Linked DNA regions of Mus musculus: regions 1, 3, 4, 5, 6 and 7 are each linked to region 2. Evidence: chromatin contacts called from public HiChIP or PLAC-seq, capture Hi-C and promoter capture Hi-C data. All regions are on one chromosome and are shown on one strand. The core of a region is the stretch at or near the end of the contact, and the rest is flanking DNA. Distances in the headings are between cores, read along the strand shown.

What was found. HiChIP or PLAC-seq counts read pairs in DNA pulled down with a chosen protein or histone mark. Capture Hi-C pulls out chosen DNA fragments and counts their contacts.
Region 1: a FOXA1 HiChIP or PLAC-seq map of pancreatic cancer cells shows a contact between it and region 2. The contact joins the promoter of Shmt1 here to the promoter of Drg2 in region 2. A contact is called at or near these places in 1 of 115 datasets of contacts at active chromatin or transcription factors (pancreatic cancer cells) and 2 of 9 other capture datasets (liver and pancreatic islet).
Region 3: an H3K4me3 HiChIP or PLAC-seq map of pro-B cells shows a contact between it and region 2, with 5 times the contacts expected there. The contact joins the enhancer-like site here to the promoter of Drg2 in region 2. A contact is called at or near these places in 4 of 39 promoter capture datasets (embryonic stem cells, hippocampal neurons and liver), 1 of 15 datasets of contacts at CTCF or cohesin (pro-B cells), 2 of 484 Hi-C or Micro-C datasets (the HL-1 cell line and embryonic stem cells), 7 of 115 datasets of contacts at active chromatin or transcription factors (the SCID.adh cell line, bone marrow-derived macrophages, embryonic basal ganglia and 3 more) and 3 of 9 other capture datasets (adipose tissue, liver and pancreatic islet).
Region 4: a contact with region 2 is called in a capture Hi-C map of macrophages, with 2.5 times the contacts expected there. The contact joins the promoter of Rai1 here to the promoter of Drg2 in region 2. A contact is called at or near these places in 3 of 39 promoter capture datasets (hippocampal neurons and liver), 2 of 484 Hi-C or Micro-C datasets (the HL-1 cell line and embryonic stem cells), 10 of 115 datasets of contacts at active chromatin or transcription factors (bone marrow-derived macrophages, embryonic basal ganglia, embryonic forebrain and 7 more) and 4 of 9 other capture datasets (adipose tissue, liver, macrophages and 1 more).
Region 5: an HNF4G HiChIP or PLAC-seq map of pancreatic cancer cells shows a contact between it and region 2. The contact joins the promoter of Rasd1 here to the promoter of Drg2 in region 2. A contact is called at or near these places in 2 of 39 promoter capture datasets (liver and pre-B cells), 1 of 115 datasets of contacts at active chromatin or transcription factors (pancreatic cancer cells) and 3 of 9 other capture datasets (adipose tissue, liver and macrophages).
Region 6: a contact with region 2 is called in an H3K27ac HiChIP or PLAC-seq map of double positive thymocytes, with 4 times the contacts expected there. The contact joins the promoter of Pemt here to the promoter of Drg2 in region 2. A contact is called at or near these places in 1 of 39 promoter capture datasets (pre-B cells), 2 of 115 datasets of contacts at active chromatin or transcription factors (bone marrow-derived macrophages and double positive thymocytes) and 2 of 9 other capture datasets (adipose tissue and liver).
Region 7: a contact with region 2 is called in a promoter capture Hi-C map of liver, with 2.4 times the contacts expected there. The contact joins the promoter of Med9os here to the promoter of Drg2 in region 2. A contact is called at or near these places in 4 of 39 promoter capture datasets (cranial neural crest, embryonic stem cells, liver and 1 more), 1 of 115 datasets of contacts at active chromatin or transcription factors (large pre-B cells) and 2 of 9 other capture datasets (adipose tissue and liver).

Annotation. Positions count from the first base shown.
Region 1 is chr11:60,809,904-60,813,300 of GRCm38.p6, reverse strand. It overlaps Shmt1 (serine hydroxymethyltransferase 1 (soluble)), which reads left to right and starts at 2,036. Exons shown (of 12, transcript NM_009171.2): 1 at 2,036-2,397.
Region 2 is chr11:60,452,933-60,456,049 of GRCm38.p6, reverse strand. Drg2 (developmentally regulated GTP binding protein 2) reads right to left here and starts at 1,459. Exons shown (of 13, transcript NM_021354.2): 1 at 1,307-1,459. The coding sequence starts at 1,370.
Region 3 is chr11:60,083,765-60,087,254 of GRCm38.p6, reverse strand. No RefSeq gene overlaps it. Among named protein-coding and RNA genes, the nearest start is that of Rai1, 20 kb to the left of the region's middle. Within about 2 kb of position 1,879, at least 22 of the 459 cell types and tissues checked have an H3K27ac peak or open chromatin away from gene starts, as enhancers often do. A contact at or near this core is called in pro-B cells, where this site is marked.
Region 4 is chr11:60,103,531-60,106,979 of GRCm38.p6, reverse strand. It overlaps Rai1 (retinoic acid induced 1), which reads right to left and starts at 1,967. Exons shown (of 6, transcript NM_009021.2): 1 at 1,586-1,967.
Region 5 is chr11:59,963,151-59,966,682 of GRCm38.p6, reverse strand. Rasd1 (RAS, dexamethasone-induced 1) reads left to right here and starts at 1,739. Exons shown (of 2, transcript NM_009026.5): 1 at 1,739-2,163; 2 at 2,317-3,502. The coding sequence starts at 1,878. The coding sequence ends at 2,873. It overlaps Med9 (mediator complex subunit 9), which reads right to left. Exons shown (of 2, transcript NM_138675.3): 2 at 3,377-3,532.
Region 6 is chr11:60,035,232-60,038,306 of GRCm38.p6, reverse strand. It overlaps Pemt (phosphatidylethanolamine N-methyltransferase), which reads left to right and starts at 1,302. Exons shown (of 7, transcript NM_008819.3): 1 at 1,302-1,485.
Region 7 is chr11:59,946,501-59,949,553 of GRCm38.p6, reverse strand. Med9os (mediator complex subunit 9, opposite strand) reads left to right here and starts at 1,407. Exons shown (of 2, transcript NR_045273.1): 1 at 1,407-1,730; 2 at 2,458-2,662. Med9 (mediator complex subunit 9) reads right to left here and starts at 1,340. Exons shown (of 2, transcript NM_138675.3): 1 at 1,076-1,340. The coding sequence starts at 1,287.

The sequences.
Region 1 (3,397 bases), core at 787-3,286, 360 kb before region 2:
AGTACATGGCTTTAATCCCTGGAGACTGAGGCAAGGAGATCTCTGAGTTCAAGGTCAGCCTGGGACAAGGAAGTCCAAGATTCAGGGGTGGTGGTTTACCCCTTTAATCTGGGACACAACTTTCTGCTGGAAGCCTACATAAGGATATTGGAAGAAGGAAGATTCAGTCTTCTTTGCCTGCTTGCCTTGTGGGACTGAGCAACTGCTAGATCCTTGGACTTCCAATCACAGCTGCTGTTGACCATTGTTGGGGAGTTGGACTTCAGATTCTAAGTCATCAAAGACTACCCATAAGTTCTGTGACTCTAGAGAACCCTGACTAATACAGGTACTTAAGAGAGAACAGCACAGAGAGAAAAGAAAAAGGAGGAGGAGGAGGCAGTTTTGCTGGGACAGTTAGAGAGAGACAGGTTGCAGAGAGAGAACAAGTTAGACACAGGTGAAGTCAGAATCAGCCAGAGAATGAGAACATATTGTCAAAGTTACACTTTACCTGTATGTATACGAAGGTGCTAAATCCCCTGGAACTGGAGTACGGATTGTTGTGAGCTGCCATGTGAGTGTTGGGAATTGAACCCAGGTCCTCTGGAAGAGCAGCAGTGCTCTTAACTGCTGAGCCATCTCTCCAGCCCTGTGGGGTTTTGTTTTTATTTTTATTATTTAAATCTATTTTTTTTTAAATTAGGGGCTGGAGAGATGGCTCAGTGGGTAAGAGCACTGCTGCTCTTGCAGAGGGCCAAGGTTCTGTTCTCTGAACCCTTGTGGTGGTTCACAGCCAACTATAACTCCAGTTCTAGGGGATTTAACACCCTTTTGCCTGCCTCTGCCTTCTGAGGGCTGGGACTAAAGGCTGCACTACTACCTCCTGACTCTAAAATGATTTTTTAAATCTTATCATTTTAAATTAATTTTGTTACTAAACAATGTATTTTTATATTTTTATGCACACATGGCAATAATATATATTTAAAAATTTATTTTATTTATATATGCAAGTGTTTGTCTGCATGTATGTGTGTACCACATGCATGCATTGGCCACAGAGGTCAGAAGTGTGCATCAGAGCCCCTGGAACTGAAGGTATAAATGGTTGTGAGCCACCCATGTGGGTACTGGGAATTGAACTCAGGACCTCGGCAAAAGCAACAAATGCTCTTAACCACTGATCCATCTCTCTAGCCCCATGGCAATATGATTTGCTTCATTCGTTTTTACTAGCGTGTGTAACACAAACAACGCAAACTCTTGTTTAGGCTAAGCAGGCTCTCTAACACCGAGCCACACAGCCAGCCTCATTTTAATATTTGAGACAGCCAGCTAGCCTGAATCTTGGTATTTAGTCAGGTTGCCCTCTGTCTCAAGATCCCTCTGCCAAAGCCTGTAGAGTTCTGGTCATGCCAGCTGGGTTTTTGTTTGTCTTGTTTGTTTTTTTGTTTACTTATTTATTTGAGATAGGGATTACTGTGGGCTGACACCAGGACCCGCGGTGGTGGCGCACGCCTTTAATCCAGCACTTGGGAGGCAGAGGCAGGTGGATTTCTGAGTTCGAGGCCAGCCTGGTCTACAGAGCGAGTTCCAGGACAGCCAGGGCTAGACAGAAAAACCCTGTCTCAAAAAACCAAAAAAAAAAAAAAAAAAAAAGATCTATTTATGTCAGGCATGGTAGCACATACTTTTAATCCTAGAACTCTGGAGGCAGATCCCCTGGACACTTGTGCATTAGTTACTGGAAACTGAACCCGAACCAGGCTCGATCCCCAATCCTATCCAGGTCTTCTGGATCACAAAACACTCCTACAATCAGCAATACTGCCCAAAAGTCCCAGGTCCCAAGGTAAGGAACCGCCCAGTCCCCTCCTCCTTCCCACCCCCTCCAGTTCAGAGCTCTTTTTTTTTTTTTTTTTTTCCGTCAGGCTTTGCCCTGCTCTGAGCGCGGGCGAATCGCGCGTGGGCAGCTGGGGGCGGGCTCTACCTGGATGCTCCCACTGATTGGGCCGCTGTAGGGGCGGGGCGGGACCAGGCTGCGCTGGGGAGAGTTTAGTGGAGCTCCGGCCTCTGCGCGCCAAGTTTGGGTTTCCCCCGGACGTGGTGTGTCACGTGGTGGGGAGGCTGGTTCCCGGAGCACGTGCTGGGCTGTTAGGACAGCCCGCTGCGGGGTTCCGGCTGGAGGTGTTGCTGTGGTCACTTTCCGCGCGCTCTCCAGGAATTCGGCGATCCACTTGCCTCTGCCTCCCTAGTGCTGGGATTAAAGGCGTGCGCCACCACAACGCGTTTAGTCCCTTTCATAAAGACCGGAGGAACAGACGTTTACGGCCAGCTCCCGAAACCAAGTGAACTGGAGGCCACCCTGCACCAAGGGTTGGAACCTTTTCACAAAATCCACGCTCCTAATACAAGGTATGTAATTTCTAATCTTTGCGATTGTTTCTTTTTGTTTTGTTTGAGGTGTGAGTGTCACACATGCTGTCCTCGAACTTGATGTGTAGCCAAGGATGACCTTGAACTTCTAATGGTTCTGCCTCCACCTCACCAGTAAGAGCTATCGCTCTCGGTTCATGTGGTGCTGGGATGGAACCCCTTGGTTTATACATGTTAACGAAGCTTCCGAGGTTTGTCTGTAATCACTGCTTTTGATTTACTAGTACAACCCTGATTATCTGCAGTGCGTTACTCTATCTAGGGGACAGGTTGGCTTGTAGCGTTCTTAGCCCAGTGCCTCTATTTCAAGGTCTGGAAGTTAGGTGACCTTTGGTTAGCTGAAGCAAGCACAAATGTGTTTAATTGAGCCAGGCAGTTGCTGGACCAGAAACACCAGTTTAGGCTCCGTACAGAATACATTTAAAATTTCTTCCTTGAGGGGAAATTGAATGGAGGTGAGTAATTGTGTTACCCAGGATTCTGGGAAGCACCAAAAGTAAACAGGAGTTCACATTCTGCCTCTGTTATATGACCTTAGTTAAAGCCACTCCAAGGCCTTTGAGAGCCTCCTCTCTTTATAAAGCAGGGCACAGAGAGACTCGCACTGTTCCTGTCCCCATTACAGCCTAACACGTGGGTATGGACTTTGGCAGACCTATAGACAGTAATAAGGAAATGCTGTATGTTTTCCCCAAAGTTAGCTCAAAAACGACAGTTCAGCAGCCAGGGCTCTGCAGAGAGACCCTGTCTTGGAAAACAAAATAATCAAAAGTCTATAGTGTGAAGATCTTCTTCCTAAGTAAGCCCTAAGTAAGCCAGGAGTGGTGGTGGCACACGCAGGAAGATCTCTGTGAATTCAAGGCCAGCCTGGTCTACATAGAAAAACCCTCTCTAAAAACATAAAACTAATGCCCTGGCCTGGGTATTGTGGTGTATGGCCTTTAATCCCACCCAGCAGACAAAGAGGTAGAAGTAGGCA
Region 2 (3,117 bases), core at 210-2,709:
ACGGAATCCAGGAGGCCACACAGCCTCCCTGCACACGTCCCATCACTGCGGCCCCAGGCAGAGGATGGGTACCTTGTGCTTAGTTCTCCTGACATCACCCAGCACTCATGGAGGGAGAACAGACTGTTTCACTGTACACCTGTCCCTTTTCCTTCTCCTTTATAGTATTGTCAGGCCGGGCGTGGTGGCGAACGCCTTTAATCCCAGCACTTGGGAGGCAGAGGCAGGCGGATTTCTGAGTTCAAGGCCAGCCTGGTCTACAGAGTGAGTTCAAGGACGGCCAGGGCTACAGCGAGAAACCCTGTCTCGAAAAACCAAAAACCAAACCAAACCAAAAAAAGTATTGTTAGGGTTACCATACTGCTTCCAAATTCTGGGGAACAGGGTTAAGTTACTGAGAAGGAATTCTGTTTCAGGTCTTACCGAATCCGCATGATAGCAGGGACATGGTTGAGACTGAGGACCTCAGCTGTCCTGCCCCAACTCCTTCCACCCTTCTCTGACTTTATCCTTGCCTCAGGACCTATGAACCTGCTGTTGCCTGAATTTAAGTCAGATCAATCCCACCCTGCCATTACTGCCTGGAAAGGTCACTTAGCCTTGTGCATCCGAACAGGAAGGGCAGCAGCACTAACTCTGTCACCACATTTCTTCAAGACTCGGGAAAGCACCAAGGCTAGACACTGCTTGGCAGTCCCACCTCTCCACTGATCCCCAACCCTCACAGTTTGATGCTTCCTTGGTGTTGTGTATTTGGGGTGGTTTACTTTAAATATTAGGTGATCACTCTGGCAAGGGCTTTGCACATGTGAACCACAACAGAGCGGGTGTTATCCCTATCCACAGATGAGGACATTGGGTCGCCAAAAACTGACATGACTTTACAAGGTTACATAGCAAGAACGTAGTGGACAAATTCTCCAGTCCCTACTTCCTTGACACTAGCTCGCTGGCGCCTGCCTGTCTGCCGGGACAAGCTGTTTTGTGAGATGTCTTCTCTTGCCCTTCTCAGCATGAAGGCCCAGCTGCCAGGACCCTAGGGGAAAATCTCCGACACTGCCTTTCTGGGTCACGGGCTTATTGTGCGCGCTGAGGTTTCTCTACTTGAACACTGAGTCCAGCACAGATCAGATCTCTCAAGAACCCTGAAATCACGTCGCTGAATGTGCCCGCTCCCGCCTCACGCACGCCTCGGCACTTCCCCGGTGTTTCTCCGGCCTCGGTGGTGGCTCCAGTTGTCCCCTCATTTTACAGACAAGAAAAACAAGGAGGGTAGAAAGGGAGACCCCTCCGATCCCGCCCTTACCCTTGTTCTTCTGCGTTCGAGCGATCTCCTTCTCGATCTCCGAGATTTTCTCCAAGATCCCCATAGTTGCAGCTTCGGCGGAGATTCACGCTGCCTATAGCTTACAGCGCTGAGCGCTCACGTCTAATGCCGGAAGCAAAGCAGTCAGAACCAGGAAGCGCACCAAGAATGGAGTCCTCCCGAGCTCCCGGTGCTACGAGATTCGGAGTCCGGGCACACCACGTGGAGAGCAGATACCATCCGTTCCTACCTCGTCCAGCTGCGATGAGCATCCGGGTCTTGACTTTGGTTCGTTAGGACCAGACCCCAAACTGCTTTGAGTTTGCAAAGCAGAGGGGGAATCTCTTTTCTCTTTGATAGTGACAGAAAAGGAGATGGGCAGAAAGTCTTAAGGCTCCCATTTTGTAAAGGCAGTAAAAGAGTCTTGGGGTCTAGCCTGCTGGAGTAACCTTTAATCCCAGTACTCAGGAGGCAGGAGCAGGAGGATTGCTGCGAATTTGAAGTCAGCTGGGTTGCACAGCTAGTATCAGTGTCAGATAGGAAAGCAAACGAAAAGTTCAAAACTGGGCTCAGCCGTTAAGAGCACTTAATGCCAGCTTTAATGTGGGGTATTGTTTTTTTGTTTTTTTAATTTTTAAATTAGATGTATTCATTTTATGTGTGTTTTGCTTGCATATATGTATGTACACCATGTGCATGTGCCAGTGGAGCTCAGAACAGGGCACCAGATCTCCTAAAAGTATAGTTTCAGACGGTGGTGAACAACCACGTGGGTTCTGGGAATCGAACATGTCTGTTTCAAGAACAAAGTGCATGGGGTCACCAGTCTCGCTTGCATTGCAGTTTCCGAATAGGTATTGCAAATTACAGCTGTTAAATGACAGTGCCAAGATAGAATGAAGCTCTGGCTGTGAACTCCAAGTCTACACACCCTCATGGTAATGCAGTAGATGTGTATGCTGTTTCTGCAAGGTAGTACGATTTAAGTGTGGTAGGTTTATATGATGTTTTGAGTGGGTATCAAAAGGTGATGGAGCATTTTGGAAGCTGGGGTGGTCAATGCAGATGAGAAGGCCTGAGAAGCCCAGGCCCAAGTCCTCAGGTCCCTTCTGCCTCAAATTTCCTTTTAAAAAACAATTAGCATTCAAAATAATGGGTTATAACATTTTAAAAGATGTTTTATTTTCCATGTATAAGTGTTTTGCCTACATGTATGTGTATACCACATGCATGTCTTCCTTGTTGCCTGCAGAGGTCAGAAGAGGGCATCAGATTGCCTGGATCTGGAGGGATGCTTGTGTCCCACCATAGGGGTCCAGAGTCAAACCTGTGCCCTCTGCAAGTACAAGTGCTCTTAAGCACTGGGCCATCTCTAGCCCCATAACATTTCCATTCATATACCTGTATCTTGCACTTCTTTTATTCCCTATCCCCACCCCTTCCATCAACTCCTTCCTAATATGGCTGTTGGAATCTTTTACCACCACCTTGTAACCCCAGAAGTAAGCTCACTTTGACTTTACAGTTGGGGGAAATGGCTCAATTTCCAAGAATGCTAACATCTTCTCTGCTGTCTGCTTCATGATCCCATGGTCCTTAATTTTTTTGTTTTGTTTTTGCTGCCTGCCCGAGAATTGGGCCTACCTCAAGATCAAGGAAAAGGCAGCTAGCCTTTCCTTCAAGGAAGATCCGACTCCTCCAAACCTAAGTCTTGGAAGCCAGCTGTGAGCTCCACTGTCCATGCAGATCTGTGGAGATGGGGCTGGTTTGCACAGGGAGAGGTCACTATGCTCTATGTACATATTTAACTT
Region 3 (3,490 bases), core at 630-3,129, 370 kb after region 2:
TCTCTCTCTGTATAGAAAGATCGATGATTGCTCTGGTCTAAGATGTACTCTCTGCTCAGCAAAGCCAAACTTGTTTCTCTTACAGTTCAGGAGACAAAGGCAACAGTAACCCCATCAAACTAGCAGAGGTGTGATGCAAAGCTCCCCCCACCCCACCCCACCCCACCCCCACTGTGAGCCAGGCTTGCAGATGGATACCTTGCTTTGCCTTGCTTGTCTCTCCAGCATTTGCAAAAGCTGCTATCTCTGCTGTTCACCCAGACATTAGGAAGTCAGGACTCAGCTCTGAGGCCTGGCCAGGACCTCTATTCACTATGGCATCCTCCCAGTCTTGCAAAGCTGGAGGCTGCGTCCAGGGGTGTTGCTGAGAGATTTGTGTCTTTCCAGGAGGAGGAGCCTTGGCCAAACTCCCTTCTTCCTGGCCAAGGGAGTCAGTGCCTTTACTGGCCAGAGTCAAGTTCACATCTGGCTGGGAGCTTAGCAACCTCACTGTTTAGAAATGTATTTGAAAAGGTTGAAGAAGTTAGAGCTCTGGGCCTCTCAACCATGGTCAGTTAGGACTCAATGTTCAATGTCCCTAGAGGTCTGTGATGGCTTGTATATGCTTGGCCCAAGGAGTGGCACTACTATGAGGCATGGCCTTGTTGGAGTAGGTGTGCCACTGTGGGCATGGACTTAAGACCGTCACCCTAGCTGCCTGGAAGTCAGTCTGCCACTAGGAGCCTTCAGATGAAGAGGTAGAACTCTCAACTCCTCCTACACTATACCTGCCTGGACGCTGCCATGCTCCCACCTTGATGATAATGGACTGGACCTCTGAACCTGTAAGCCAGCCCCAATGAAATGTTGTCCTTTATAAGAGTTGTATCGGTCATGGTGTCTGTTCACAGCAGTAAAACCCTAACTAAGACAAGGTCCACAAGCTAAAGCTTGTCCACCGGCCTGCAGGTGGTGGTGGGGCATAAGAAGGTAGTCCCCATGGAGAGGAAGTTAAGTCACCGGTGGTACTCCCCTAGAAAGAACCTGGGATCCTGCTTCCTTGCTTTCTAGACACTAAGAGGTAGTCAACTCTGTCAGACTCTCTTGATTCCATCATGATGCTCTGCTTCATCACAATAGACCAACCAACTGTGGACCGGAAGCTCTCAGACCTTGGTATCACAGGAGCTTTGTCACAGTGATGAACACTGACACATCCACCGAGGCGAGGATGGGAAAGGCATACATTTATGAATGGGAATGAGTCTGGGAGAAGGATGATGGATGAGTAAAGAGACAGAGCTACCAAAGGCTCTAGGGGAGGAGCCGCTGAGCAGAAGAGCCAGCCAGAGCCAAAGGTAGCATTAGCTTAGGGAAAAAATGACAGAACGAGGCAGGAGAGGGAGGGGAGGAGATGAGAGTTCCATGGTGGAGCCACAGACTGAATAGAACCCTCCCAAAATTCCCATGCACCCAGGTACTTGGAATGTGACTCTTTTCGTCGGTTTTACAGTACTCTAACAGAATACCACAGAAAAGAAATGCGATACTAATTATCATGTGTATTGTATATTGAATGTGTTTATGTTCTTAATATAAACCTTCTATAATACAAAACTTAGGAGAACATTTTGCCAAGCTGATGTCTTCCAGACTAGTTTCCTTTTCTTTCCTTCCCTCCCTCTCTCCCTCTCTCCCTCCATTCTTTCCTGGTTTCATGTAGCCCAGGCTAGCCTTGTACTTGTTATGTAGCCGAGGATGAACCTTGAACTCCTTCTGATTCTCCTGCTTCTGACTGCTAAGTACTGGGATCAAAGCTGTGTGCCCCCACACCCACTGAAGCAGACTGCTCAGTGTGAAGTTTCCCGGGCTTGTGTTCATGTGCCTCTAATTACATTATGGCTTGTCCTCTTTAAGCAACGATAACTCGACATGTTCAGATACTGCACTTCATAAAGAACCTCTTTGGTGAGGAAAAGGTATTAGACATTGGTCATCTAGGGAGGGTAGCTGTAAACAAGCACATTTTACTTTATTTCAAAGACAGCTTGTTCTCCTGGGCAAGTCCCCAAAGGACTCTGTGCCCCACAGAGACACGTGTGCATCATGCTCACTGCTGCTCTGTTCACAATAATAAGGAACTGTAACTATCTTAGTTAACCACCAACAGATGAGCGGGTCGTGTGGTTCATATACACAGTGGAGTTTTATTTGGCTGTAAAAAACAAACAAACTGTGATCACAAAATTTGCAGGAAGGTGGGAAAATCAGTTTGTTTATTCTTTAAAACAAACAAAAAAACAAACACAATGATTGATAGTACTGGAGAGATGGCTCAGTGGTTAAGAGTTAAGAGCACTGGTTGCTCTTCTAAAGGATTGGAGTTCGATTCCTACACTTGATCTTAGCCAAAAAGCTGAGATGAGATGGAGTTCGAGTCCTAGCATCAGTATACCAACCTTTAACTCCAATCCCAGGGGATCCACCACCCCCTACTGGCCTCCATGGGTACTGCACTCATGTGGTCCACAGGCATCCATGCAAGCAAAACACCAAACCACCTAAAAATTGCAATTTAAAATGACCTTGGCATGATGCTGCACACCTTTAGTCCTAGCCCTTTGGAGACAGAGACAAAGACATGTAAAATATCTGTGAGTTGAAGGCCATCCTGGTCTACATATTGACTTCCAGACCAGCCCTAAACAGTTAAATGGGAAATTGTAGATAACCACAGCCCATTGCCCTGACTGAAACAAATGTAAGTGTGCGTCTGAGAAGAAAGGTGGGCTAGCTTGACAATCCTGGCAGAATGCTGCCGACCATAATTATCACCCTAAGCGGTTCTGTGCAACGACAAGAAATAGATTCTTTTGTCAATTACCCGTCGTTTTGATGCTTCCCTCATGAATTTACAACCCAGCTCATGGACCCTGCCTCAAGTAAGTACTAATTTTTCAAAAATGATTTTTTGAAGTTTTCTCTCCTGGCTGTGCTCTGTGTTCTCCTCGTTATGTTGTGTGCTGCGGACCTTTGACATTCTGCAGGAATGAGACTTCTCCTTTTGGATAATTTATTTAAATGTATATTGATGTGTGTCGGTGTGAGGGTGTCAGCTCCTCTGGAGCTAGAGATACTGATAGTTGTGAGCTGCCATGTGCGTGTTGGGAGTTGAACCTGGGAATTGGTCCTCTGGAAGAGCAGCCAGTGCTCTTAGCCACTGAGCCATCTCTCCAGATCCCAGAAAAGAGACTTCAAACAAAATAACCTAAGCAGTGTTTTGAGAAGCTAGGACATCACCCACAGGACAGAGAGACTTAAACTTGAGCCCAGACTCCAGGTAAGCTCCACTTCAGCTCCTAGCAGCTCCTTCTTCTATAGCTCTTTGTTGTTTGAATTTAACTAAAAGGGGAAGGGAGCAGCAAAGGTTTTCCACTTACCTTGCCCTCAACCTCCATGCAAGATCAGGCCAGATAAACTAGAACACTTTTCACCTCCGTGATGAGAGACA
Region 4 (3,449 bases), core at 718-3,217, 350 kb after region 2:
CCTTGTGACTAGAATGGCTGTATCTATGCCTTGTTCTTGGGCCCCACATACCCTCTGGGGTGTTGGGAGGAGGGGTGGGAAACTAGATTACTCTCCAGCTTCCAGATCCCAAGGGCCACGTCCCAGAGAAACCTCTGGAAACAGCTGTGTAGTCAGCCAGGAAGGGCCTCCACTCCACTGCCCCCAACCCAGGCCTGGCTGGAGCTGAGAGAAGTGTGGAGAATGGGGGAGGAGAAGGCGGATAGGATAGGAAGCAGAGCTCCCAGATCTGGGCTCCCATCGCGCTGGCGCCTCCACATCACAGCTTGCCTGGCCCCACTCTCCACCCGCCTCCCCTCCCAGGGCAGCAGACAACTAAAAAAAGATAAAATAAAAAGAAGTAATTCCCCTGCTCTGACGTCAGCTCGAGGTCTTAACAGCCCAGCAGCCGCATGAAACTAGATTGCAACCAGATGTAATGCCCTTGAATTCTCAACACAGCACTGCCGTTGGAAAAGGGGGTGGGAGGGGGCGCGGGGCCCCGCTCGAACCGCGACACAAGCGCTGCGGGAGTGCGTGCGGTGGGGCTGGGACGCGCCGGCCTGGGCTCGCCGTGCAGGCACGCAGCCTCACGTCCCCAGTCCTTCGGAGCGTAAGACGCTCGGGTTTAATCCATTCAGAGTCCTCAGGTCCTGGGTTCCCGGGACGCAGGCACAGCTCCTGGCTGCACTCCCGCCCTGCTGTGTGAATGAGCGACCGGGAGCCCCAAGAGGAGCTAGCTAGCTGGTCGCTGGGAAAAACGGGCGCCCCGGGAAACTGGGGCCGCCGCGACCTGGAGCCTGCCTTGTGTTTCGCTTCCCCTCTGCTCCTCCTTGAAGGCCTCCAGTTGTGACCAGAGCTCCAAATGTCACCTCCCAGCCCTGCCAAGCCCTCGCCCCTGCCGCGCTCGGCCCAGTATCCCCCCCCCACAGGTCTTCTTGCCTCCAAAAGGCGTGGGACTCGGCCTCGAAAGGGCCCACGGGCCTGGCCGCCGCGCCGCTTTCGGAAGGGCACCAAGCTCGCGTGTCCCGGGCTCCAGCCGGTGGCGTCACCCCAAAAGGCCCGTGCGCCCAGGGCCTGGCCACGAAGGGACTCCTGGGTCGCGGGGACCGTTTCCTGGTCAGTGCGGGGCCTGCGCACAGGCCCAGGCGGGGACACGCGGCGACCGCCGCGTCCTGTGTCACCACGAGCGGCCCTCGCAGTCCGGACACCCGGGAGCAGGCTACACCCCGAGCCTCCGGCTCCCCGTCCCCACCCAGAACGCACTCACAAAGCTCCCTCGGGCCCTCGCTGCACCGCCCCACGTCCCCGCCCCACACTCGGTGACACTGGGCCTCAGGTCCCAGCACCGGCGCCCGGCGGGCCACCGACTCTCCAGAATCCCCTCATGCAGCTCCTACACGGCCACCAGCGGCCTCACGCCGGCGCCACACAAAGCCAGGCCGCGCGACCCCGCGTCCGCGCCCCACGCGCGCTCGGCCCCCGCCCGGACCCCTGCCCGCTGGGTCCCCACGCCTCGCGCCGCCCCCGCCCAGGTCCTTGTCCCCGCGCCGGGCTCCCCGCTCACCTCGGAGCCCGCGGTCACTCCGGGGCCCGGCGTCCGGCGCTGCGACTTCGCGGCCCGGAGGCCCGCGCGCCCATGGGTGTCCGGCACGACGGCCGCCCGGGCGGGAAAGAGGGTGGGCCGCGGGGCCCCTTCCTCGGACCTCGACAAGGCAGCCAGCTACCCTGGCCACCGCCGCCACCACCGCCACCACCGCCTGGCTCTGCAAGCGGCCTGTCCGAGCCCAGGCGCGAGCGGGGGTGGCACCGGGGCGCCGGGAGCCGGCGGCGCGCGTAGCGGGCCCTGACCGCGCACCCTGCCGGGCCTGCCTGATGCCCGCGGGAGCCCGAGAGAAATGCGATCCCCTCCACACAGGAAGAGCGGCGGGCGGGCGGGCGACGTGCGGGGGGAGCAGGAGAGCGAGAGCGCGAGGAAAAAAGTTCCCGGGCGGCCAGGCAGCTCTCGCTCGTGGCCTCGGGTGCCAGGTGGGCCGTTCGCGCCCCGACAGCGCCCCCTGGCGCCCGCGCGCCCCACTGCACGCCCCATGTCTGTCTGGGGGCAGGGGCTTGGCAGAGGGCCTGAAGGTGCAGCCCGGCGAGAAAGGCCTGGGGACAGCCACAGGACATGGTCTGCTCATCACTCGCTGAGGATTTTGGACTTAGACTTGGGCCAGGCCTCTCCCCGTCCCCCGCTCATTCCACCACCATGTGGCCCTCACCTGTGACTGTTTCTTTGGTTGGAGAATCCGTTTCAAATTTCCTCAAGTTAGATGTAAAAAATGTAGTCACGGCACATGTGGCACCTTGTTGGGTACCGAAGCAGTGCGGTTCCTGCCTGTCAAGGAGCTGGCATTGTGTAGGGGAGACTCAGACAGCCAACAATGATCAGGTCCATAACGAAGATAATTTTAGAGCGAAATAAGTGCTAGGAAGAAAATCAGCAGGTGCAGTGATGGATTTAGCTGCGAGTGAGAGAAGGCCTGTCTGAACAAATCGCTGAAGAGCAGGAAGGAGCCTGCACCAGCAGCGCATGGAAGAGCATTCTTTGAGAGGAAAAGACAAGTGTGGGTGCCCCGAGGCAGGAGTGCTCTTGATGAATAAGCACAAGTGTAAGGAGGCCATACATACCCAATGGGATAAGAAGTGGGCATGTTAGCCAGGCAGTGGTGGCACACGCCTTTAATCCCAGCACTTGGGAGGCAGAGGCAGGCGGATGTCTGAGTTCCAGGCCAGCCTGGTCTACAGAGTGAGTTCCAGGACAGCCAGGGCTACACTGAGAAACCCTGTCTCGGAAAACCAAAAAAAAAAAAAAAAAGCATGCTGAATTTTAATCCAAGGTCAGGGCCTGTAGGACTACAAAGAGCCTAAAGGCAGCCTCCTTAGTGCTGTGGGAAGTAAGCCACCAACAGATTTTAAGTAAAAGAATTTTGAATGGATTTGTAAATGAACCGATTAACTTATAGACAGCCCCATGAGCCGTGGCTACCCCAAGGCTTCTGCTCCCCTCCTCAGGGTGGCATGAGTTACCTGCTTCGTCGAAGTCTGAGCCATTCATCAGGTCAAAGCACCCAAGTCCCCAGGTGACTTGACACAAGTGAGTCAGTCACCCTTTCAGTCCTGTTTCTTCATCAGGAGTGTGAGCGTTGTGCTAAGTTCAGCACCTTTGTCTTCTTGTAACAGACACTTCACCCCTTCTGCCTCATCCTATACATCCTGACTGCTTCTCTCCTAGCCCACCACATCTATGAAGGTCCTTCACTTATACTGACAAAGCCGAGACCCACCCTAGGTCCTCCTTACTGCCTGGCGGGAAACACAAATTATAAGCGGAGAGGAGGGCAAGTGGGCACTGTGTTGTTTCAGGCCTGCTTTCAACTGTGACTCCAGAC
Region 5 (3,532 bases), core at 490-2,989, 490 kb after region 2:
CTCTATGCTTATTACTGAATGCAGCAGTCCTGTGTTTGGCTGAGGCACAGGTCCTTCTCCCAGATGAGGGCAGACACCCCAGGTGAAGGGAGGGGAGCAGGGGCAAGGGCAGGAACCAGGAGGTGAAGGACTCACCCCAACTGGCCTGTCCTAGATCTAGCTGATGAGTCCCGGGTTCCTCAATTGATATGGATGTAGAAGCAGCCTGGGAGGAAGGGGAGTGAATATGGATATCCTGCTAGATTGAAACGGGCCAGACAACCGCAGCAGCCTGTGTAGTGGGCTCTGTTGTGGGGGCACAGGCAGAGGGGAGGAAGGGAAGACTGGGAGCCAGGTGGCCAGCAGCGTGCTTCCCTGTGCTTCAGTTCCCCCATCTGTTAAATGCAGAGTGTTGCTTCTCTGTCTCCAGGGAGAGCATTATCATTTAGCACAGGGACCACCAAATCAATACACCTACGTTGCATGGGCTCCAGGCAGGATGCCCACTGCTGATCTAGAGACTGGGTTTCTGTTGAAATCCTGGATCATAGTGCAAGCATCTGGATGGGTGGGAATGACTTTAGCCCTGCCTGTGGGACACCAAGACTGCCTGGATGGGCAAGGGGCATTTGTCAGCCACTCGGTCTCTGGGCCTCTCCTAAATAAGACGAGGTCAGAGCAGAATAAACACAGCTCACCTGTGTCGTCAGTTACAAGCAGCAGACGCGTCCCGTTTCTCCTCAAGCATCACTCAGTCCTGGTTACTGATCAACCTGCCACCGGCTTCCTCCCCTAGGCAGCCTCCCTGATACTATACTTTTATTGTTCTGACCAGGCCCTGGTCTCGGAACGTGTTTGTACTTAATCTTTACAATCAAGGAACCAGTGTCATCTTTCAGAAAGGGAAACTGAACTACAGTGAAGGTTGTGCTTCCAGGCCTCCTCTGAGATCATCGGCCCCAGTCAGCCACCTCAGTGCAAAATGACGATGAATTGGCCCACGAGAGGGGAAAGTCCCGAAAGCCATAGGAGGCTGTAGGTACTCTGGCCTGTTTTGATTTTTTTTTTTTAAAGGGGCTTGTCTCGAAGTATGAAGTCAGGTACAGACTCTCCTCTACTGAGGTCCCCATCGATCAGATTCTCTCTAGTTGGGAAAGTAGAGCACAGGAAGTCCATGACAGCGCTCCCCGTCAGGGTCCCCAGCCAGCCTCCTGCCCCTCTCCAGAGTGGCCACAACCTTAGGCATCCCAGCGGGTCCGTGGGGCTCCCTGCTTCCCTCTGGTGGCTGAAGCGCAAAGCGCGGACGATAACATAGAAAACCCACAAACACCGGACACTAAGCCCAGGAGAGCACCAAGAGTCCGGGGACCTAAGGGGTTGGCCCTGGGGCAAATGTCCAGCAAATCTGTTGCTATCATCAGATAATATTTTTTGGGGAAACTAAGGCCCAAGAAAAGTGGGTGTCTGTGCACTAGTGTTAAGAGAATGGAGATCCCAGAGGTAAGTGAATCAAAGGCACAGCCAGGACCTCTGCGGCCAAAAGTGGGAAGCGCCGGATCCCACTGGCCGTAGTTTGGATTTAGTTTTCCTTTCAGCGCACGTAGGTCTGAAGAGGAGCCTCAGGCTCCAAGGCGGAGGTCGCTGCGTCTAGGAGGAGCTGGGCGCGTCCGGGGGCGGGACGTGACGCACCTTAGCTGGGAGGTGCCTGGCCGGGCTTCGGCCAACTGAATATAAGGGCGGTGTGGGGCGCGGAAAGCCTGAGCCTGCTGTCTGTACCCAAGAGCCCAGACCAGCTCGCGCAGTCCCGAAGCCAAGCTCTTCCGTCACTCCGGAGTTCTCTGCAGCCCTCTCTCTACCTTCTCTCGGCCACGCATCCGCCCCTGGGGCCCCTCTACCCAATGAAACTGGCCGCGATGATCAAGAAGATGTGCCCAAGCGACTCTGAACTGAGTATCCCGGCCAAGAACTGCTACAGGATGGTCATCCTCGGCTCATCCAAAGTGGGCAAGACGGCCATTGTGTCGCGCTTCCTCACGGGCCGTTTCGAGGATGCTTACACCCCTACCATCGAGGACTTCCACCGAAAGTTTTACTCGATCCGCGGCGAAGTCTACCAGTTGGACATACTGGACACATCCGGCAATCATCCGTTTCCCGCCATGCGGCGCCTCTCTATCCTCACAGGTGAGTGGGGAGTCGACGGGGATAGGGGGACCGGAGTCTTGAGGGGAGTGGATGGGGCTGGTGTGTTGTGCTTGGGGCTTGCCCCTTCACCTGGGGTGTCTGCAGCTCTGTGCCTGGCAGCTGTCCTCACCTTTCCCACTCGTTCCCTTATAGGAGACGTTTTCATTCTGGTGTTCAGCTTAGACAACCGCGACTCATTCGAAGAGGTGCAAAGGCTCAAACAGCAGATCCTAGACACCAAGTCCTGTCTCAAGAACAAAACCAAAGAGAATGTGGACGTGCCGCTGGTCATTTGCGGTAACAAAGGGGACCGGGACTTCTACCGGGAAGTAGAGCAGCGGGAGATTGAGCAGCTGGTGGGTGACGACCCTCAGCGTTGTGCCTACTTCGAGATCTCAGCCAAGAAGAACAGCAGCTTGGACCAGATGTTCCGTGCGCTCTTTGCCATGGCCAAGCTGCCTAGCGAGATGAGCCCCGACTTGCACCGCAAGGTATCTGTGCAGTACTGCGACGTACTGCACAAGAAGGCTCTGAGGAACAAGAAGCTTCTGCGTGCGGGCAGCGGAGGCGGGGGCGACCACGGCGATGCCTTTGGCATCTTGGCGCCCTTTGCTCGCAGACCCAGCGTGCACAGCGACCTCATGTACATTCGTGAAAAAACCAGTGTCGGCAGCCAGGCTAAGGACAAGGAGCGCTGTGTCATCAGTTAGGAGCCCCCAGGGTCAGCCACACAACCTGAGGACCTTTTTTGTTCAAAAGTCAAATCGGATTCCTGGACTAGCGGTCCGTGCCACAGGAGCGCCAATTGGCCTTCTCCTTCCCTCCCTGAGACCCAGCCCGGGGAGACCAAGCCAGTAAGGGACAGTCACCTGCTGTGAAAGGAAAGAGAACTAGCTAAGACAGGAGCTGTCACCTCCGATTCTGGGATGCCAGGACCCAGCAGAGGGGCGCTTGGCATTTTTCTCAAGAGGTTTGAGAAAAAGCGTGTGAAGTTCATCAGCCTGTGAGACTTAAAGTAACTGTCCTGCTCGCTTCAGGGCAGGACTAATAATAGGGCATTATCTTGTCTGTGATTGGTGTTGCCATGGCCGCTGTCAGCCACCTCTGTCCTCAGCAAACTGGAAACTTTGGCTGGAGGTGGGGGGGGGGGGTGTTCAATCATAGCCAAGTGACTTGTTTACATGTGTGTGTGCAATTACCCAAAAGAAAAACAAAACACAAAACTTGCACTTTAATAGTTCCAGTGTCAATGTGACATGAACAAAATCTCTACATTTCTATTGTGTGAGGTCTTTATTATTATTTTTTATTTAAAATAAAATAATTTAGAAACGGAAAATGGTGCTTTGCTTTTAGGTTTCCTGCCTCA
Region 6 (3,075 bases), core at 53-2,552, 420 kb after region 2:
GCATCCTTTCACCTGTGTTTGCTTCAGTGAGAAGTTCCTTCATGTGTCTGTTTTAGCAAAATGCCACCCAACACAACTGACTTTCCAGAGAGCCCGTGCGTTTCCACTTCTTCTTCCTATGCCCCTCCCTCATGCACACTGGGATGTTTTTCCCTGCTCCACCTACTGCTGTTCCCCATCCTCTGCCTCTAAGCTGGTGTGAAGTGGCTGGGTAAATCTGTGTGAAAGAACATGCTGGGATATCGCAGAACCAGGTCTGCCACTCCTGAGGTACTCAGCAGAAGTGGTCCAGGAGGTGGGGTCAGGTCCTAGCCATGTGCCCCTCTGGGAAGACTTTGTGGTGCCATAAGGGAGCCAGCCTGCCACTTGGCACCAACCTGTCATTCACCAAGTGAATGGTCAGTCAAGGCACTGTCCACCTATCTGAAAAGGTGAGAGAAGGCACAACTGCAGCTTCCCTCTGATTGTTACTAGGGATGAGCCTAGAACCCTCAAACGTGCTAGGTAAGCGCTCTATCACTGAGCCATGGCTGACAGCCTGAAACTTGTATTTATTTTTTTACTGAATGTTGCTGGGTCAGTGTCTTCTGGTTCTTGCTTTAGGATACATGCCTGTCGAGAGAGTGAGAGGTGACACATCTGTATTTCTTAGTTAGGATGTAGCAGAAGAAAGTCCAGGTGGCTTGACACCAGGGCCTTCACATCTGTATCTGACATCTGCTCTTCACTCTGTTCATGGGTCATCTTGGGTGGGTGGGCATTCTTGTTAACCCACTTCGGTTAAGGAACCTGACCTCAGATCAGTCCAGGTGGTTACTGTGAGCTCTGTGGGCATTCAGGAGGAGGGTAGAGCTCTGTCCTTCACTGGGTCCTTCCTTAGATCCAGGGAGGGCACAGTGTATGAAATGGGGCAGAAAGGATGCCTTAATAGTAAACATGGTGCCTCCCCCTCTTGGGAGTGTAGACCTAGGTAGAGAGGTTCCAGTACCTTGCTTCTTTCTTTCAGGCCACAGGGCTCTTGTGGAATTGCCCAGCGAATGTTCCTGGATCTGCTGGTAATTCCTGGACACTGGGATAGCTGGGAAGAGGGCGAAGAGTATGCAATTGCAGAGGGCCACTGTATGGGATGAAGGAACCTGTCCCCGGTCTGAGACAGCCCCACTCTGTCCCTTTTATCCTTTGATGTGTATGGTACATGTCACAGAGAGGCCCATGACTTTCAGGTGATCAATGCAACCCTGGCTGTCTGGCACTCTGGCTGTTTGTTTGGATGTCACAATGCAGCTTGCACCCTGGGTGCTGTTGACCCCCTGCAAATCATTCCCTAACTACAGAACATTGCTCTGAAGTGTGTCCAGGTGCCCAGTGTGGTAGAACTGCTATGTGCCGCCTTCCTTTCAGCTTGTGGGGGTTCTGCAGCTGAGTTCATCATCAGGGTGACCTGAGCTGTCCCTGGAGGCTGGCTCCCATTTCCTTCTGGTTCTGGTAGGTTGATTCTCTCTTTAGACTCCATTAGGCATCTGACCTCAAGGGAGAACTTAGGAGTCAAGCCTCCTGAAGGAGCTTGAGAGTGGGAGGGGCCCCCCTCCTTTGCTGGGATGGCTCAAAGGACCATCTGACACTGGCTGGGAGGCAGGACGTAGGGGAGAAAGCCATGGCTTCTCTGTTCATGTCAGAAGGATTTGGGGTTAATTTCGGCTAATCCAGCTCTGAGTGGGCTTTGGGAGGGGCCCCCCATGTCTCAGGTGTGAAGAGCTGGGAGCAAGTTCCTCTGTTTCTAATTTCTGCTCAGCGTTAGTCACTCTCTCCCGGGAAGCGGCTACTTCTCCAGGCAACAGTAACCCTCAAGGTGACCTGGCTTCCAGATGAACCCTTCCCACCTGCTGAGGCAGGCTGACCAGGGCACGGGGACCTGGTTGTGTGGTCATACTCTGCATAGATCACTTTGCCTTTAACTGAGAGACAGGTGGATGCTGGTATTTGCAGGTTCAGCCGTGTTAACTCGCTGATCTTTGAGTTTTCTTCTTTTGTCGTCTTAGCTCTCACAAAGCAGGAAAGAAGCGTGTGTGTGATTCACCACCCACTTTACCCATCTCACGCTGGGGATCCAGGACCCAGAAACTGTCTTTTATTCTTGTCTATTGTGGCTGGTGGGCCCTCCCCTGGTGGCTGAAGTTCATATCTTGTAGGGTTTCCTGCCTAGGATCCAGAAGGGCTCTGCTGTGCTGGTCCTGGCCCTCAGAGCCTGGCCTCTGCGGGTTTCTCCAAGTTCCTGGTTGGCTCCTCTTTGGTGGGGTCAGTGATAAGTCCTCTTTCAGACCTCAGTTCCCTGACCTCAGGGATGGCCCTAGGAACGCTCACAGGCCCGGTCACTTTTTGGTCGTTAACATCCTATACCAGGACAGGCTCCCTTGGATGGTGCTCAGCACTGGGACAGTGACAGTGAATTGAATTCTTGACAGTCCTTTAAAGACTGTGAGAACGTTTTTCTCTGGAGGTCATGGGGAAAGGGGAGGGTTCCCACTGCAAGGGTAAAATGTTCTCTCCTCCAGGAACCCCTCCTCCACTTTCCTTCCCTAATATGGTGAGCTTACTGTTTAAAAATGACATTGTTTATTTGATTTGGATATGTGTGAGTGGGCATTCACGTGCAGTACACTTAGGGTCTATAGGACCTGTGGGCCTAGCATGTCCTGGGGGAGCTGCAGGGAGGCCAGCCAGAGGAGGACACAGGTAGGGGAGGATACTGCAAGGGAAGGCCAGGCTAGAGCCTCAGGACTGCTGGTCCTCCCACCTGTGTCCTCCCTGCCCTCCTCTACCCCTAACTTGCAGACCTAGGAGCAAACAGGCCCCACCCGAGGATTTCAAGCTGCTTTGGGAAGTCCCTCCTTTTCCTCTGGCTTGGCATTTCACCTCTACCAACTCTTCTAACGCATTGCTTCATCTTTCAGCCCTGCAGGCGTATATATCTGTGAAGCAAAGTGTCTGGGTAGCTGGTGATTCCAGGTCTTGTGGTCTTACGAGAAGCCATGCCTCTAGGTCCAGAGGGGCCTGTTAGTCATGTTGGCTGCCCAG
Region 7 (3,053 bases), core at 158-2,657, 510 kb after region 2:
CAGATCCTTGTGCCGTTTGTACCGCGAGTGCTCTTACCCACCAACCTGTCCAACTCCCAGTGTTGCTAAGAATCCTGACTGCACAAAGAGGCACCAGGCAGTAACTGTTCCGCGTCACCTAAGTTTATCAAAGCACACTTGAGAATGCTTGCACCAAAAAGTGTACCTCTTGGAAATGACCCAAGCGTATATGGAGTGAGCAAAAACATAGGCCATCATGGAGACTGGAGACTTTGGGCCTAAAAGACCATACATCCTTGTATATTCTATTAGAATTATTAGAATAAAGTTAATAGTGGGACACAATCATTCAGAGCAACTTCTGTGTCTTCGTTTCAAATGTTTCCTAGCATCACTTCTCCCCTCTCCACTTGTTTGTTTGGAGACAGGGTTTCTCTGGATAGCCCTGGCTGTCCTGGAACTCACTCTGTAAACCAGGCTGGCCTCGAACTCAGAAATCCGCCTGCCTCTGCCTCCCAAGTGCTGGGATTAAAGGTGTGCGCCATCTCTCCACTTTTAAGAATGTTTGTTTGTTTTTCTTTGCTTGTAACCGTTAAGCCCTGTAAGGGTAAATGGCTGCTCCTTTCTTTACGGTGTACAACCCTAGTACCTAACAGAGCCCACACAGGTAAGATGCCTCGCATTGAAATGGGTACTAAACTGTGTACACGGTGAGAATCTCGAGTCTGAACGTCTGAGGTCCACCAAAATTCGAACACTTTTCGGGGCTCATATAATGCCACAAGTGAGAAATTCCGCTCTGGGCTTCATGCGAACAGTCAAAACGCAGGCGAATTAAAACAACTGTATAAAATTGCCTTCGGGCTATGTGTAAGGACTTAAGACCCATCCCCAAGTCACTGCAGGATCTGGGATGGGACACTGCAGAACCTATCTATGCATTTGATCAGTACGTGGGCTTCACCCGGGAGTAAAGTGTAACTCTTAAGGCGCCTGACAACGTGGGCCCTCTGGGAAAATGGGGCGTGGTCCAGAGCCCACGGGCTTTGGCAGCTCGGAACCAGGGACACTAGAGTCGCAAAAAGTGGTGTCTTAACCTTTCCTAGACCCTTACCATTTGATGACATTGTGAACCAACGGCAAAAAGGAGTAATTCTCCTCCTTCGCGCCAGCGGGGGACTGAGGCCGCGGAGCCGCCGGCGGCGGGAGCGCAGCGACCGGCAGAGGCTGAGGCGGTGGTGGCGGCTTGGACTCCGGCAGCAGCTCGGGCGGTGGCTGTAGCGTATCTTCGGCCTGTCTCCCACCCGCCACCCCAGAGGAAGCCATAGCACCAGGAGTCCAGCAGCTGCCGAGGGGCGCTGGGTGCTTGCGTCACAACTGCGCGCCCGGGGAGGCCGGGCGGGAAAAAACTCTGAGTCTGCGCCCTGGGCGTAGGCGGGCGGGCGTTGCTAGGCGACGGGTGTCGGGAAAGCTAAATTGAGTAGTCAGGATTAGGGAATCTACTCCAGTCATCTTTCTAGTTCACATGACAGAGAGAGGTCAAAACACCAACGAGGACCCCCGGGACTGGCAGGAAGAACGGATGACGCTGGTGAGCACCGTGTGAAACTGAGGCTCTGCGGCAGCGAGCATCCAGATGACAAGGACTTACACGTCTTTGTGTCATGCTAGCCTCCAGGAGGGCCCCAGACTGGCGACAGCAAAACAGGCCATACAAACTAGTTCCACACGGCTGCCAAGGGGAAAACTAATCGTTCTTCAAGCATTTGGTATGCATCTAGCAGGTGCCAGACTACATACGTATATAAGACTAAGATCTTGGACCAAATAGGAGAACTTTACGATAGGCTTGTATTTATTCATTTCAAGCAAATGGGCTCCATTAAAAATTTTCTGGACAAGGGTAGCAGTAATTCTGATTCTGACTAACAAAAATCAGGGATTAGGGAAGCTGTCAACTGGGAGAGGACATCTGTCTTTGATGACAGGAACCATGTCAGTAAAGAGAGGCCAGGAGCCCACATCTCAGAAACAAAAAGAAGCAGGAACGTGGAACTTCACAATGGTGTTTTCAGGTTTTTTAGCTACAGGTCTCAGAATTGTTTTCTTCAGAGCTGCAGATAGTTCTCTAAACAGAGGCACTGTCAGGAAAAGAATAATCTCAGTGTTGCTCAAAAGAAGACAGAAACAAAGTGAAACAAGGTGATTTATTTATTTCTTGAAAATGAGTGCACCAGAACTCAAGATAAGATAGCAGAAACACTCAACAAAATGGCCACTTTCTTCCATCTCAGGCTTAGGTGCATTTCATCCCATTAGTGGGAACACAACTTCTCAATATGACTCAATGGGCTAATCACCCAAAGGGAAAGGTGGGTGGGGGGAGTGGAGTTAGGGAATACAGGCCCCTGTGGAACTAAGTGTCTGATTAGAAGAACATTTCTCACTGCAGGAAACTGTAGGATTTCCTTCTAACCCAGGACCTCTCCACCTTAGGGGAAGGGCCATGATTCCTGAGGAAGAAGGGAGAAGAGAATGGTCTAAGATGGAACCAGGTGTGCCAGAAAAGACTTGAAGACACCTCTGGAGACATCTGGGAGAATGCATGGTAAAACGGCAGTGTTAGCAAACAGTAGCTATCACTACTACTGTGGAATGAAAGTGACGAGAAACCATTAAAACCCTCATTTAATCCACCGAGAAACTCTGGAAGGTATATCTTAGTTTTCCATTTTATAGAAAAAGAAACAAAAGTTTACAGGGCTATAATAGCAGCCCCAGGATCACAAAGCCACAGAGCTTCCTTGACACCAAGTCTATGTCTAAAATCTACAGGTATGTGATGCCAGGCTCCTCCCTGATCTGTAACTTTTGATTCAAAATGTTAATGTGAGCTTTTATTCAGAATTCAAAAAGCATCTAGTAGCCATTGATACTATCCTCATAGCAACCAAACATCATCTTTCCCCCCTTAATGTGTTTTATAACTTAATTACAAGTCCCAAATCTATCTTTGGCAGAATGAGGGCATCTCTTTAAAAAGCTCTTGAGATATAAATAGATATGGCTAAACAAAACAAATTGATAACGTA